2 separate regions of the Mus musculus genome follow, and region 2 is linked to region 1. Evidence: chromatin contacts called from public Hi-C data. All regions are on one chromosome and are shown on one strand. Each heading gives the region's core, a stretch centred on a gene start, on an enhancer-like site or on the middle of the called end of the contact. The rest is flanking DNA. Distances are from core to core; before and after follow the strand shown.

What was found. Hi-C and Micro-C count contacts between places; a contact is called where the count stands out from the background.
Region 2: a Hi-C map of forebrain shows a contact between it and region 1, with 3 times the contacts expected there. The contact joins the promoter of Adra2c here to the enhancer-like site in region 1. A contact is called at or near these places in 8 of 39 promoter capture datasets (the 3T3-L1 cell line, the C10 cell line, embryonic stem cells and 5 more), 3 of 484 Hi-C or Micro-C datasets (cerebral cortex, forebrain and pre-B cells), 2 of 115 datasets of contacts at active chromatin or transcription factors (embryonic stem cells and neural progenitor cells) and 3 of 9 other capture datasets (adipose tissue, liver and pancreatic islet).

The regions. Positions count from the first base shown.
Region 1 is chr5:35,240,906-35,248,240 of GRCm38.p6, forward strand. All of the region lies in intron 2 of Gm40281 (a long non-coding RNA gene), which reads left to right. Among named protein-coding and RNA genes, the nearest start is that of Gm40281, 15 kb to the left of the region's middle. Within about 2 kb of position 4,631, at least 20 of the 459 cell types and tissues checked have an H3K27ac peak or open chromatin away from gene starts, as enhancers often do. A contact at or near this core is called in cerebral cortex and forebrain, where this site is marked.
Region 2 is chr5:35,275,380-35,282,023 of GRCm38.p6, forward strand. Adra2c (adrenergic receptor, alpha 2c) reads left to right here and starts at 3,187. Exons shown (of 1, transcript NM_007418.3): 1 at 3,187-6,384. The coding sequence starts at 4,507. The coding sequence ends at 5,883.

The DNA.
Region 1 (7,335 bases), core at 3,381-5,880:
GAATGTGTGTGTGTGTGTGTGTTGCAGTTTTAGAGTTCTTTCCATCACTGACACAGACTTTCATTCCCTTGAGCAGTTCCCCTGTGGCCTGAGAAGCATCTCAAGCCCTACTTGGGGAAGCTTTGTCCCAGATGCCTGGGGATAAGAACAGACAGAGGGCATGGGGAAGTTCAAGGGCAGAAAGAAGATCTGATCTGCTAGCAAGCGTTTGTTTTTCTGTGCCAGGAATAAAAAAAAAAAAAAAAAAAAAAAAAGCAAGTACTGGAATAGTCCCACGTCGACTTAGTAAACATAACCCTCAGTCTGCAGCTCAGTTAAAAGCAGCTTGTTTATCTGAGAAATTGGAGCCTTCCTTTACAAGGCAGTAAATGGTAGTTTGGAAAGAGGAGCAAATTGCTGAGATAGATGGCAGGTGTCTAGAGTATGTGAGAATGTCTGCACCCTTGAGTCTGAGCATGCTGATGCCTCCCGCCTTTCTGGGATGGTGATTTTGATTGTTAACTTAGTTGAATTAAGATAAATTAGGAAGTTAATGAGGCCGGTGACCCTCCCTCCCTGCTCCCCCCCCCCCACCCCCCCGAGATCATCAGCTGATATCACTCCACAAGAGCAGAGGGAGCAGAGGTGATGGGCTGGTGGTTGAGAAGCCTCGTGAGTACAAACAGTAACGAAGACACACTGGGACCAGCTATGGGGACACAGTTCAATTTTATTGGTGTGATTCAAGGCTTATATAGTTATGGGGACTGGGGATAGGAACATCCAGGATGGGCAAAGGCCATTGGCTGAAGGCAGAAGATGCTGAAGTGCATCCTTACCATGGGGAAGCATTTCAGGAATTTCAGGAATGCTAGCTGAATGGGGTCTTCTGTGGGTGGAGTTCAGGAAGAGACAGGGAAAGGAAGTTTAACCTGTAATCTTAACCAAGGCTATGTGACATTCTGCAGGTAGAGGAATAGGGGGATTTTTTTGAACTCCCCAGACAAGGTCAGAGAAGGGGAAGACCTGATAATGAAGAGAGTCCTCCATATTGCACCGAGCCCCAGAAGGCTATTTAGTCAATGATAGACTTTGTCTTTAATTAGTGGGGCAAGAAGGCCCAGCTTCAGGTATGTCTGGAAGAGCATTTACATAGAGATGCAACAAAGGAGGTAAGACCAATGGATGGCACCACCCCCATGGGCTTAGGTTCTGTACTAATAAAAATGGAAAAAATAAGAAAATTACATGAACACTAGCATTCACCTTTCTTTGTTTCCTGACTGCAGAAATAATGGTGGTTTTGTTACAGTGTCTTTCTCATTATTGTGGATTGTGTCCTTTTAACTATGAGCAAAAGTAACCCTTCCTTTCTTAGGTTGCTCTAGTCATGATTTGATCATGACAATGAGAAAAGTAATTGATGTGGAGAATTGGTACCAGAAGTGGGGTTGTTGCTGTGGTGAACATGATCATATAATTTATAGACCTTTCTAGCTGGTTTGTGAAATGAATGCATAAGAATTTGGAGCTGTAGACTAGAGAAGGAAGAAAATGCTGTGAACAGAGCTTAAGGGACAGTCTGATGAGAGTGTGAAAGTCCGGAATTCTGCTAGAAATGTGAACAGTGAAGTCCCCACTCACAGTCTTTCAGGAGAGAATGAGGACTCTTTCAGGAATTAGACTTGAGACCATTCATGGTTCAGTCTGGCAAGTAATCTAAGTTGAATTCTTTAGGTGGTCTGGGAATTTGAGTGAGGCCAAACTCAAAAGTAATGGGCTGATTTGTTTGGTGGAGAAGATCTTAAGAGGAAAAAAAAAGCACTCAGACAATAGCATGGTTACTGGTTAGTGCTTTTACTGAGGTCTACAGGGAGAGAACCCAGGAGACTGAGCAGTAAGACAAGAAAAACAATGTGCAGTTTGGTGAGGAAAAGAATGGGAATTCAAGTTGCAGACAAGGAAGGCATGGATAAAATATGCATACACTTTAAGAGATTAGCACAATTAATGAGAAGTCTTGTACTTTGCACTAAAACAATAAGAAAGCAACTTCAAAGGAAGAACTTATTTATCAGACTCCAACTTGTAAAAATGCAAATAGTTGTGTGTGGTGGTTAGTGTTCATTGTCAACTTGATAGAATTTAGAATAGCTGGGAAATGACCCTCTGGTCATGTTTGTGAAAGATTCACTTGATTATGTTAATTGAAGTGAGAAATCTCTCACATTGTGGGTGGCAGCATTCCTCCTCTGTTCTCCTTTTCCCCTCTTCCTGTCTCTGTTCTACCACCACAACTACCCTCTCATTTTGAAATATGCTGACTAGTAAGGAGTTAATTTGTTTATTTTTTATTTTGCAACCATGTATTCCTTTTCTGTTTAGGTTTGTGAGTGAACGGTTTTGCATCCAAGGCATAAAATTTCCACTAAGTGCTGACAGCTATGGGGCTGTTAGATAACAAATGCTATTAGGGTGCCATTTATCCTTGTGTTCACCATAGTCACCCCCTTTCCCAAGTGGGCATGTGTTCCAACTCATGGGCACCTGAAACTACAGATTGCACCAAATCCTATATATGCCGTATTCTCCCTGTCTGTATACATTTGGTGAGATTTAATTTATATATTAGAAAGAGTAAGAGAGTAACACTGATGATAAAGACAGAACCATTACAACACTCTACTGTAGAAAAACCTCCAACATTTTCTTTGTCTTACCTTGGAGCCATAAGAAAGGCATACTAGACACAAACAATGAAAGCACAGGACATCATCAATCTGATAGCATATACTGCATGAACACACTGCACATAGAGATGAGTCATATCTTAGAGGGATGAAGCAGGACAATACAAGATATTCAGAAAGGTTTGTAATGTAGAAGTTGTGAACTATTTTTGGACTTTTCCACTAGTATTTTATCAGTGGGAAACTGACAGGGAAAGAAGCATTTTGGGCAAAAGTTCGTGGGAACTATTGTTCCCATGTCCACTTTCTGAATTAATTTTGATCCTCTTTGTAGATGTGAGTCCCCAGCTCTGGAGAGACATTGACATGGCAGGGTGGGGGGGGAAGCTGAAGGCTGGGACCCCTGTCCCCATCCTGGGTGGGGACCTGAATGGGACTGCTGACTCTACAGATGGCGCAATGGTCCAGCCCAAGCTGGCAATTGTGACATCTTCTGGAGACTGAGGCTTCGATGATGTGGGCCTTGCTAGGAAAATGAAGAAAGCACATTTAGTGGAAGGCTCTCCCAGGGCAGGAGTGAGAAGGGGCTCATGCTTGGGGGAGTGTAAGTGAGTTTGTCGATGTCCCTCTGAGGCCAGCCTAGAGTGAAGGATAGCCATTCATCAGCAACAGGGATAGGTCTCACTGCCTGTAGGGACAGGAATGGGGATGGATAAGTTATGGAGGGTCAGACAAAGGGTCTGCTAAAGCCCCTGGGGGTTCTGAGAAGAAAGCATTCTGGCCGTCAGATCAGATGGAAGTTGGGTGTTGCCCACCAGGGGGCAGAGGTGATGCTGAGAAAACAAACCAGAGAGGAAGCTACAGTAAAGAGGCAGGAGATTACCTTCCAGGTGGAGGAAGGAAGATAAACACAGGGCTAGAGGTGGAGTCTGGGCAGGGAAGCAGGGAGGAATTCAGTCAAGTGGAGAATGGATGGAAGACTAGTAGGGAGTTGGGTGAGGGCTGGGCAGGAAAGATGTCTGTGGAACTGAGTGGAAGTGCATGGTTAGTCAGGTAGAGGATGGGCCTGGTTTAGGCTGAGTGGTCGCTTCAGCTTCACACCACATCTCCCACCTCTCAGGTGCAGTAGACCACCCCAGCAGGTCAGGTGGCTTATGGGGGGTGGGGCGCCTCAAGAGCTTCTAAGCTCTCTAGAGGAAGCTGAGTGTTTGAGCTCAGAGTCCCTATTCTGTCATTTTCACCATCACCCACCCTGCAGGGCCGGCATCACGGCAGTGCACATCAGGGGGGAAAAGGTGTTGTTGCTTAGAAGTGGTCTGAGGCTCTGCCACCTCCTTCATAAAGCTTCACTGTGTTCTCCAAACACCCCCCTGTGTAGTGTACACCCTCACAGGCTTTCTGACACGGGGCTCAGGGATGCTCACAGACCCCATTGCTGCCTTTAGAGTATGGACTCTGGCAGATACCTTAGGAGACGTGTGTGTGTGTGTGTGTGTGTGTGTGTGTGTGTGTGTGAGAGAGAGAGAGAGAGAGAGAGAGAGAAAGAGAGAGCGAGAGAAAGGGAGGGTTATAGGAATGCTTGGTGGCAAGCCCTTGGGGACCTGCACCTCAGCCTTCTGTTCCACCTCAGAGGCAATGTGGCCTGGAGAATGGACAGGAGATGGACCAGGGTACAGTTGCTCCTTCCAGCCAGTCTTGGCTGGGGAAGCTGCGGCCAACACTATGAAAATACTTTACTTTGCTGTTTGTTCTGTCCTCTCCTGGGATTCAGAAACCGCTGACTCTTTCTTCCATTGCTTTACTGGAGGTCTGCTGGGGTGGGGCGGGGGGGGGGGTATGGGGGAGGGAGCCGCTCATGCCTGCATAAGGAGAATGTGATGCACCCCTATCCCAGAAGCACCTGTGGGGAACAGACTCACCAGGTTCCAGGCACAAAAGGACTCACTGTTATCATGAAAAATAGGAGCCAGGATCTTAACACCCCCAAATGTCTTTAAAGAAGTAATTGCTTCACTGTAATTATCTTAGGAGGCTTAACTAACCACATGGGTGCTTTTGAAGAATACTTGAGGAGTTTAAAATTCCTCCCACGGCCCCCAAGGGTGGGGGCTCCCATGGGTGCCTGGGGCTGCATCCAGGATCTGAGCAGTGGACAGGGCGCACTGTGCCCTGGACCTGTGCCAGGAAGGCTTCTGCAAGAAGATGGCCCTGCCCAGGAGGCGGGTGGCCCTGTTGCCATGGATACCGCCTCCTTGACTGCCTGCAGGGGAGCCAGGCACCTGGTAAGGCTCTGCTGAGGTGCTGAGGAAGGGACCCGATGGGGGAGGAGGAGAGAGTGTTTTTTTTTTATTTCCTTCTTGATGAAGGGGGTATAGTCACCCCTTCAGGAACAGTGAAGAGGCACCAGGTGAAATGCACAGAACAAGAGCCATGCTGGGCTTCCGTCACTGTCTGCTGCTGGCACCCCTGTCACTGTCACCCACAGGCTGGGCACCACTCATGATTCACTGAAAGCTCTGGACTTCAGAAGAAATTCCCAGCCCCCTCAGAGGTATGAGCAGAGCGCCCACGTCAAGACACACACACAGCAGAAATAAACGTCCCAGGCCCCTGGGATGTCTTGCCCGACGCTGTGTGGGCAGGCACCCCAGAGATTCTAGGTAACAATTTATTTTTGAAGAATCAACCTGAAAACAATTAAATGCAATTTATGAAAACAGTGGGGAAAAGTGAGCGACAAGCCCAATTAGAAACGTTATTTTAAAAGTGTCAGCATCCCAGCATCTTCACACATGCTGGCATGCTGGAGTTTAGCTTCTGTTTAGCAGTTGTAGAAAGACAGTCACCCTGGACCAGGCTGAGGAGGGTCAGAGGGAGGAGATGTATAAGAGATGCTGCCCTGGGATGGATTCTTTTTAGGAAAGGAAACAGACACAGAGAACCAAAGGCATCTGCAAAAACCCACACATCCTCGCTCACTCAGAACAGCCCCTCGCCATGGCCACAGGCTACAGAGAGCTTGACAAGTGTCCCCCAGGGAAGGACAGGACACTTCAAATCCTCTTGATTCTGGCCATGCTAGTGGTGGCAGGAGACGTCCTTTGAGGTGACCCACTGAGGTGAGCCCCAGGGCTGGCTCTGCAAGTGGGATGGAGGTCTTTGGTAGGCTGAGTTCAGCCTCCACTGTCTCTCCAAACTCTTGCTTCATCCCAGAAGGAAACCCCACCCCGTGCCGAGTGTTTCAATGAGGAGGAAGACATTGGTACACACAGCAGAAGTGAAGGGGCCAAGAGAGAAAAAGAACAGATGTCAGGTTCATCACCAGAAACCAGCACCTTAAGTTTCTCTTTACAGGACAAGCAGCATCGTCATTCTTGCTCTACCAAGACTAGTTGAACAACTTCCCACCTAGAAAAAGACTGGCTCTATACTTATGGAACCAAGTAAGGACCCATAGTCCTAACCCATGATATTATCCTGAATTTATGGGAGGCCAGTGTGATCTGCCCTCCCCCACCTCCGGGCTCAGAACATTCCCTCTGGGTGAGTTAATCTGGCTGGCTCAGCCCCACGATGCTTTGTGGCTGTCCAAGAAATTTTGGGGGAGCCATTGGGTCTCAGAGATGTTCTCTTCTATACATCACAGTGGACCCAATACAGGCCCCTTTCAGAGGCCTGCTCCTTAAGGGTCACAGGAACAAAGATGTCCTTTCCTTAGCAAGTTGTTCCCAAGACATAAGGAGTGAGGACAGCTCACCTGCTGGAGCACCTTCTTCTCCAAGGAGTGAAAGTCATGTTTGCCACCAAAAGCTCCCACTGCTCCTCTTCCAGTAATAGCTCTAGGCAGGGCTCAAGGTAGAGCTGGCCGAAATCATTGTGCTGTGCAGAGCCTGGGGACACAGAGCACCTCCTGGGGACACAGAGCACCTCCTGGGGACATTTCAGCTAGCTCATGACCAAGAGGAGTGGGCACAACCCACCTTTCTTCCAAGCTGATCCTGCCTTCCCCACCAACTGAGCAGGCAGGCCAGACTGGGGCAGAAGACACGTGCCTTTTCTCTGTAGCCTTACCCCTTGGCAAGGGCCCCGTGCTGTAGGTCATCAACTGCAGTGTGATTCCTCTCCACGCCTTGACTTACCCAGGGATTGGACGCCTGGGGCAGGACAGGTCTCCTCAGCTGGCAGCATATGCGTGTCACATACCCTCTCTCCAGTGCTGGGGCTTACCACCCAAAATGCTGGCTGCTGTGGGTAACAGGGGGGGGGCAGGCTCAGTCATCAGTCTGAAATGGGGATCTGGATAGTTTTCAATACACCCTAACTCTACCTGGAGCCTCTGCAGAGCTGTGTAGCTTCCTAAAAGGCAGTCTCAGATGAAGACACTGCTGTCCCCGTGACTCTGGCCTGAGAGGCTCTCACATCTGCCATGTCCCTGAAGTTGCTCCGTGTGAGCAAGAGGCAAGCGATTTTTGTTGTCCTTGCCTTTTTCAGTGTGAAAATAATTTTTGCAAAGAGAGATAATTTTGTCCGCAGCCCATCCCCGACCCTGTTCCAGTGATCAGGGTCTGTGAAGTTCTGTCACAGCCAGTGGCAGAGCCACTGGGAGAGCCAGGTCCTGTTGAGCTTCACATCCAGCACTCTCTCTGTGGGACCAGGCCTCTAGCGA
Region 2 (6,644 bases), core at 1,937-4,436, 33 kb after region 1:
AGACCCCCAGCCGGGCAGTGCCAAGGCACACAGTGGGTACCCGGCAAGAGACGCTGACCCTCTGTTTTCTATTACACCCCATGCCAATCCCAGCCAGTCCCTGAAGAGGGCTTCGCCAGCTCTGTTGGAACGCTGTGTTGCCAAATCGATGATCAATATGCAATGGATTCAGTCTGCAGGCTGGGGCGCCAAGAGCCAGCCCGGCTGCCGGATCCTTGCCACGTTCTGACAAGACAGATCAGTCTTTGGAATTCTTCAGGGAGGGGCAGAGAGGGAAACAAGCCTTGGTTTTCCCTTGGCTCATCTTTAAAAATGAGATCGCACATAAACATAGGGAAAAATCCTCAGCTCCATTTCAAATAAAAAGGGCATCCTCTTAGACTTGAGACAAGAAATCCAGCTCTATTTCCCTGACCCTGTCACCAGCTAGAGCTAAGTAAAATGGAAGAGCTCTGTGAGCCTGGCTCTCCTCAGCAGCTCCAGGCACCAGCCAAAGGCAAAGCTGGGCAGGCCAGATGCGACACTCCCTCAGGGAGAGGGAGAATGGAAGAGCCAGCACGGATATTAGAGACAGTGGTGCAATGTGTTCATTTCACAGACAGGAAAACTGAGGCCTGAGAATGAGGAGGGTCACTCAGCTGCCAAGAAGCAAGGAAGGACATGATCAGGAGCTTAAATTCACACTTGATGGCTCTGCTCACTTCTGAATCAAGATGTGAGTGGTTGCACAAACAACATATGTGTGTGGACATTTATGCTTATATGTGCATATATGCTTGCCTTGTGTGTGACTATGTGCAAACTCATGTGGGTGTACATGCACATATGTGTATACATGCATGCCTTTGACTGGAATCTTCCAGGTGCAGATACACATACGCATGTGTTTGGGTATATACACAGCTACACTGGAAAGTATCTGAAGGGATGAATGTACATACGTGGCATGCACATGCAAGTGGTGTGTAAGTGGTATATAATCATACATATATGTATGAACAGGTGCACATGTATACACACATGTGAATGTAAGTGCATCTTCATGAACATCCGTGTGTTCAGGCAATGGGTCTGTGTGTGCACACTTGAATAAGCATATCCATGTGCATGAGCCCATGAGGGAGTGAGGTGCATGTGTTCACGCATACCTGTGAGTACACCAGGGTGATTCAAGGAGCCCAGCTCCCGTCAGCCCATGTCACGGCTGCTTTGCAGCATGCGCACTGCTCCCAGGATTCACACAGACATGCAACCAGATCCTGTGGTAGAGGCCTGGCAGGGAATTGAGAGCCTAGGACCCAACATCCAGGCACTATGCAACCCTGGCTGGACCAACCCCGCACTTCTAGGCACCAGTATACCCACCACTCTGAATACCCAGGCTGCTTCACTTCACATGGATTTCCTTCTGAAATATACCAGGACCTTCCCAGAATGCCCTCACATAGTAGGTACAAACACCCAGTGTGGCCTGCCACCAACTACTCTTGAACACACAGTCTGTAGGGGCACACATTGTTTCCTGCCACAGAACAACCAGAAGCAGACTGTTGGGGCTAATTGGCTATCTCTGGGCAAAGAGGCTAGTTCAGCCTCTTCGTAAGTTCCTGCCACCCCAGGGGGTCTCACCAGCTGCCCTCAAATGAGCAGACTCTTTAACTCTCACTTCTGGCTGCTGACTCCAGAGTGGCTTCCTCTCAGTTATGCCGGGAGGTATGGTCAGCATCCCTACAGCATGTAGCCATCATCCCCAAGAGCCTAGGTCACTCAGTAGCGAGCCCTGCAGATGCCCTTGCAGGCTTCCCTTGCAGGGCTCCCAGGGCATCCCTTTGCCTAGGCAGGCATCACTTGGAAACGTGAGGCTGTGTGCAGTCAGGGCTTGGGCTAGACTACCTGTTGTCCCCTCAGCTTCTCATATGACAGCATCTCTGACTCAGGCAGGTCCACAATGCTGCCTGCAAGGGGAGAAGCCATCTCTCCAACAGTACCCGACCAGTGCCCACTTGCCCTTCCCCTCATCGTCCTCAGGCTCCCACATCCTCAGAACTAAACCAGCCTCTTCGGGGGGCACTCTCACCAAAGAAGCATCCCATCTGAAGGAGTACCCACATTCCTAAAGAGCACTCTGTCTTAGGGACCATCCACACACTGGGGACTACCTCAGTCCCTAGGGAGCATGGTCCACAAAGCTTTTTCCTAATAACTCCTCCATATCCAAAGGTGATACATGCTGTCACCTCCTCCTTTGCTTCTAGGCTGGGTTGGGGGTAGGGATGGGGGGTGGGGAAGTTCCAGGGCTTTGATGGCACTCAGTGTGGGGGTGAATATCCAGACACAAACACCATAAGGCCAGACCTCCTCTTCCTCCAATATACTGATGTTGGAGTCATCTGGGGGCTTCTATACAAACCAACTGAAGTTGTTTTGATCAGTGGCCCTTGTTGGGGCCTCTGGGTAAGAAGGACTTGTTAAAAAACCTTGGCGGTTCTTCCTCATAGTTCACATTCTCAGGTGACAGCACATGGCACTTTGCAAGCCCTGAGTTAGAAAGTGCCCAGGACAGGCATCAAGAAGTGTGTCCTGCACGGGCACAGTACTCAAGACAGGCCCATGGTCTGAAATGTTTGTCGTCTGCCTAATCCTAGTTGGACACCCCTGCCCTGAGGGTAGGTCCTGTGGGTCCTCTAGGGCTGCAGTGCCCACAAGGAGGTTGCACTATCCTCAAGGACTGCAGGGAGAAGCAGCCACCAGAGCAGGGACAAGTCCAGATGCCACAGGTCATGGCTCCAAGGTCCTCAGAATGACTTTCTGATGAGGCCTTCTGCCAGTGGATTGCCAACTCCCCTCCCTTTCCGGTCTATCTGACCTGTGTAATGAGGTCCTGGCCAGCCTTGGTGGAGAGAATGGTACTCCTTTAGTTCTAGCAGGGAAACGCTAGGTCTGGAAAGTCCAATTTATTCTCTTGGCCACATCCTCCCTGCAGACCTGGGGCTGCCTGGAGGCAGAGACCAGTGCCTCAACTCAACTCAGGCCACACGTGACAGAACCTCTGTGAAACTGACACGAGATCTCCCCAACATTTGATTTGCTCGCCCTCTCTTAAACCTACTCCCACAAAATCACGCTGCATGGGGCAGGTCAGTTTTGAGTTTGTCAAAAGCGCAGGTCTGGAGCGTCCCCTCCAGCTGTGAAAAGCGGGATCACACAGCATTAAGATTCAACTTCAACAATTGCCAACATGGGTATAGAGCTTGGGAGCTTGATCTGGGCCTCGACTGACACCGTGGTTATGATTCACGATCCCGCAGCGCTGAGAGGTACTCAGAGGAGGGAACTGAGGCTGACTGAGGAGGTGGCTCTGCAGGGGAGCAGGGACCCTAAGCTCCAAAGGAATGATGCGCACCAGCAGTGTCTCTGCCATGCTGCTACAAGCGCACTCTCCAATCAGGCCGCGGACCCCGAGCCAGCCCCTTACGAGCCGGTGTGCGCGCCCGCGCGCGCTCCGTCGCCTGTAACCGAGTGAGGTGGAGACTACGATCTTAGAAAGAGCAGGCTTCTAGAACTCACCGCTCAGGCCAGCCCGCGCTCAGCCGGGCCCCGCAGGCTGCAGTTGGCCCTGGAGGGGGCGCCCTCGCCGAGTGCGCGCCCTGCGCCGCCGCCTAGGGCTCCTCCCCGGCGCCGCCGGCAGGTTCGCCCAGGCGGCCGCGGGCTCCGGCTCCCGGCCCGCTCCCCCCGGGCCCGCGGCTCGGGCCTGCGGGGCGCCCCGCCCCGCCCCGCTGCGCCCTCCCCGCTGCGCTACTGGACTCAAGTTGGAAGCCGAGCCCGGGCGACAGCACTTGCGCCAAGCGCTCCGCGGCGGCGGAGACGCTGCACCGGCGAGCGGGGAGGGCGAGGCGGCGCCCGCACGGCCGAACGCGGACCTTGGGGGGCGCCCGCACTCGGGAGCAGCAGGAGGACCGCGGGTGTCGGCGCCCAGCCCCGCAAAGTAAAGTTGCAGGGACCCGGAAGAACGGCAACCTGCGCCCCGGCTCGCTTAGCCCCAGCCAGCCCGTTGGGAAGCAGAGTGTCCGGGCCGCCGCCTGCAGCCTGCAGCCCAGTCGGGCACCCGGACCGTGGAGCCGCTTGCGTGCACCAGCTTGGACACCGCATCTCCGTGGGCTGGCGGCCGGGACGCTCCCACTGAACCCAGGCCGAGGGCGGGGCCGCTCGAGGACCCGGGACCTACCCCCATTCCCCCCCACCGCCGCGTCGCCGCGCTCTCTGGGCACCTCCAGCTCTGCACTTACGCGCGCGGCAGCTGCGGGGAGCCCGGCAGCCACGCTCTCCGGCGCGCCGCCCGCCCGCCGGGCCACCACGGCCGAGAGCCGGCTGCGGGGCTTCGTGGCCCCCAGCCGGCGCGCCGGAGGAGCAGGCGGCGATGCGGACGCCGACCCTGGCTGTGGGGCGCCCGAGCTGCCGAGGCTGCGCCCGGGCTCCTGGCAGGACCGCGTAGCTCTCGGGAGGACCATGGCGTCCCCAGCGCTGGCCGCGGCGCTGGCGGCGGCGGCGGCTGAGGGCCCCAACGGGAGCGACGCGGGCGAATGGGGTAGCGGCGGGGGTGCCAACGCCTCGGGGACCGACTGGGTGCCACCGCCGGGCCAGTACTCCGCAGGTGCTGTGGCGGGGTTGGCAGCTGTGGTGGGTTTCCTCATCGTTTTCACCGTGGTAGGCAATGTGCTCGTGGTGATCGCTGTGTTGACCAGCCGAGCACTGCGCGCCCCGCAGAACCTCTTCCTGGTGTCTCTGGCCTCAGCTGACATCCTGGTGGCCACACTGGTCATGCCCTTTTCTCTGGCCAATGAGCTCATGGCCTACTGGTACTTCGGGCAAGTGTGGTGTGGTGTATACCTGGCACTGGACGTGCTCTTCTGCACCTCGTCCATCGTGCACCTGTGTGCCATTAGTCTGGACCGCTACTGGTCGGTGACGCAAGCGGTAGAGTACAACCTGAAGCGCACGCCGCGCCGTGTCAAGGCCACCATCGTGGCCGTGTGGCTCATCTCCGCTGTCATCTCCTTCCCGCCTCTCGTCTCGTTCTACCGCCGGCCCGACGGCGCCGCCTATCCGCAGTGCGGCCTCAACGATGAGACCTGGTACATCTTGTCCTCCTGCATAGGCTCCTTCTTCGCGCCCTGCCTCATCATGGGCCTGGTCTATGCGCGCATCTACCGCGTGGCCAAGCTGCGCACGCGTACGCTCAGCGAGAAACGCGGCCCCGCCGGCCCCGACGGCGCGTCCCCGACCACAGAGAATGGGCTGGGCAAGGCAGCGGGGGAGAACGGGCATTGCGCGCCCCCGCGCACTGAAGTGGAGCCGGATGAGAGCAGTGCGGCCGAGAGGCGGAGGCGCCGGGGCGCGCTGCGCAGAGGAGGACGGCGGCGAGAGGGTGCTGAGGGGGACACGGGCAGTGCGGACGGACCGGGACCGGGACTGGCAGCCGAGCAGGGTGCTCGGACGGCGTCTCGGTCCCCAGGCCCCGGAGGGCGCCTGTCGCGGGCCAGCTCGCGCTCCGTCGAGTTCTTCCTGTCGCGTCGGCGCCGGGCGCGCAGCAGTGTGTGCCGCCGCAAGGTGGCCCAGGCACGCGAGAAGCGCTTCACCTTCGTGTTGGCGGTGGTCATGGGCGTGTTCGTACTGTGCTGGTTCCCCTTCTTCTTCAGCTACAGCCTGTATGGCATCTGCCGTGAGGCCTGCCAGTTGCCAGAACCGCTCTTTAAGTTTTTCTTCTGGATCGGCTACTGCAACAGTTCGCTCAACCCGGTCATCTACACTGTCTTCAATCAGGACTTCAGGCGCTCTTTCAAGCATATCCTCTTTCGAAGGAGGAGAAGGGGCTTCAGGCAATGACCCTCTGGCCTCCTGGACCTGGACCCACTGACGTCCTGGACAGCTCTGAACTCGGGTAGACAGAGAGACCAACAGTGTGGTCTCTCCAGAGTCCCAGGGTGGACTTCAGGGCACAGTGTGGGATGTGGCAGACAGGAGCTGGGCGAGAGACAACTGGGCCTTGGGGAGTGGGGAGGAGAAAGGGAGACCTTTGCCTTCCCATCTCAGCGAGGGGCTGTAGCTAGGTTGTGGATCCAGTTCCTGAGAAGGCTTCTGTGGAGTGTGGCTGTGAACTTAGGGCTTTAGAGCTCAGACAACTAAACCACACCAAGAAAGGAGCACACCACCCCCTTCTCGGTCTTCCCTGTGAGCAAGGGCTGACTTCCTATGACCTGAAAAAGGCATCTGTCTGGGGGAGGAGAGATAGCACAGGCAATCTCTGGTTACTGAGATTGTTTGCCAAATACAATGACAGCCAAAACAACCAAACCATTTTTTTTTAAATAAACCTTTGTAATCTAAGTGTCAGGTGCATTGGTCAGTTCTTAAGCCAGGGTGTCAGAGAACTCTCCAGATCTTCCCCTGAGCTCCCCATACCCCCAACAGGCACACACTAAGGTATAGAGTGCTCTGAAAGCTGAATTCTAACTGCCTTTCTTTCATGAGGAAGAAAGGGGTTAAAGCGGGTAAAGGATTTGGGTATATGTAAAGTATATACTCGGACTTCTTTTCTTCAAGTGGTTATGAGGCAAAGGAATGGAGGGCCTCAAGCCGATTCCAGA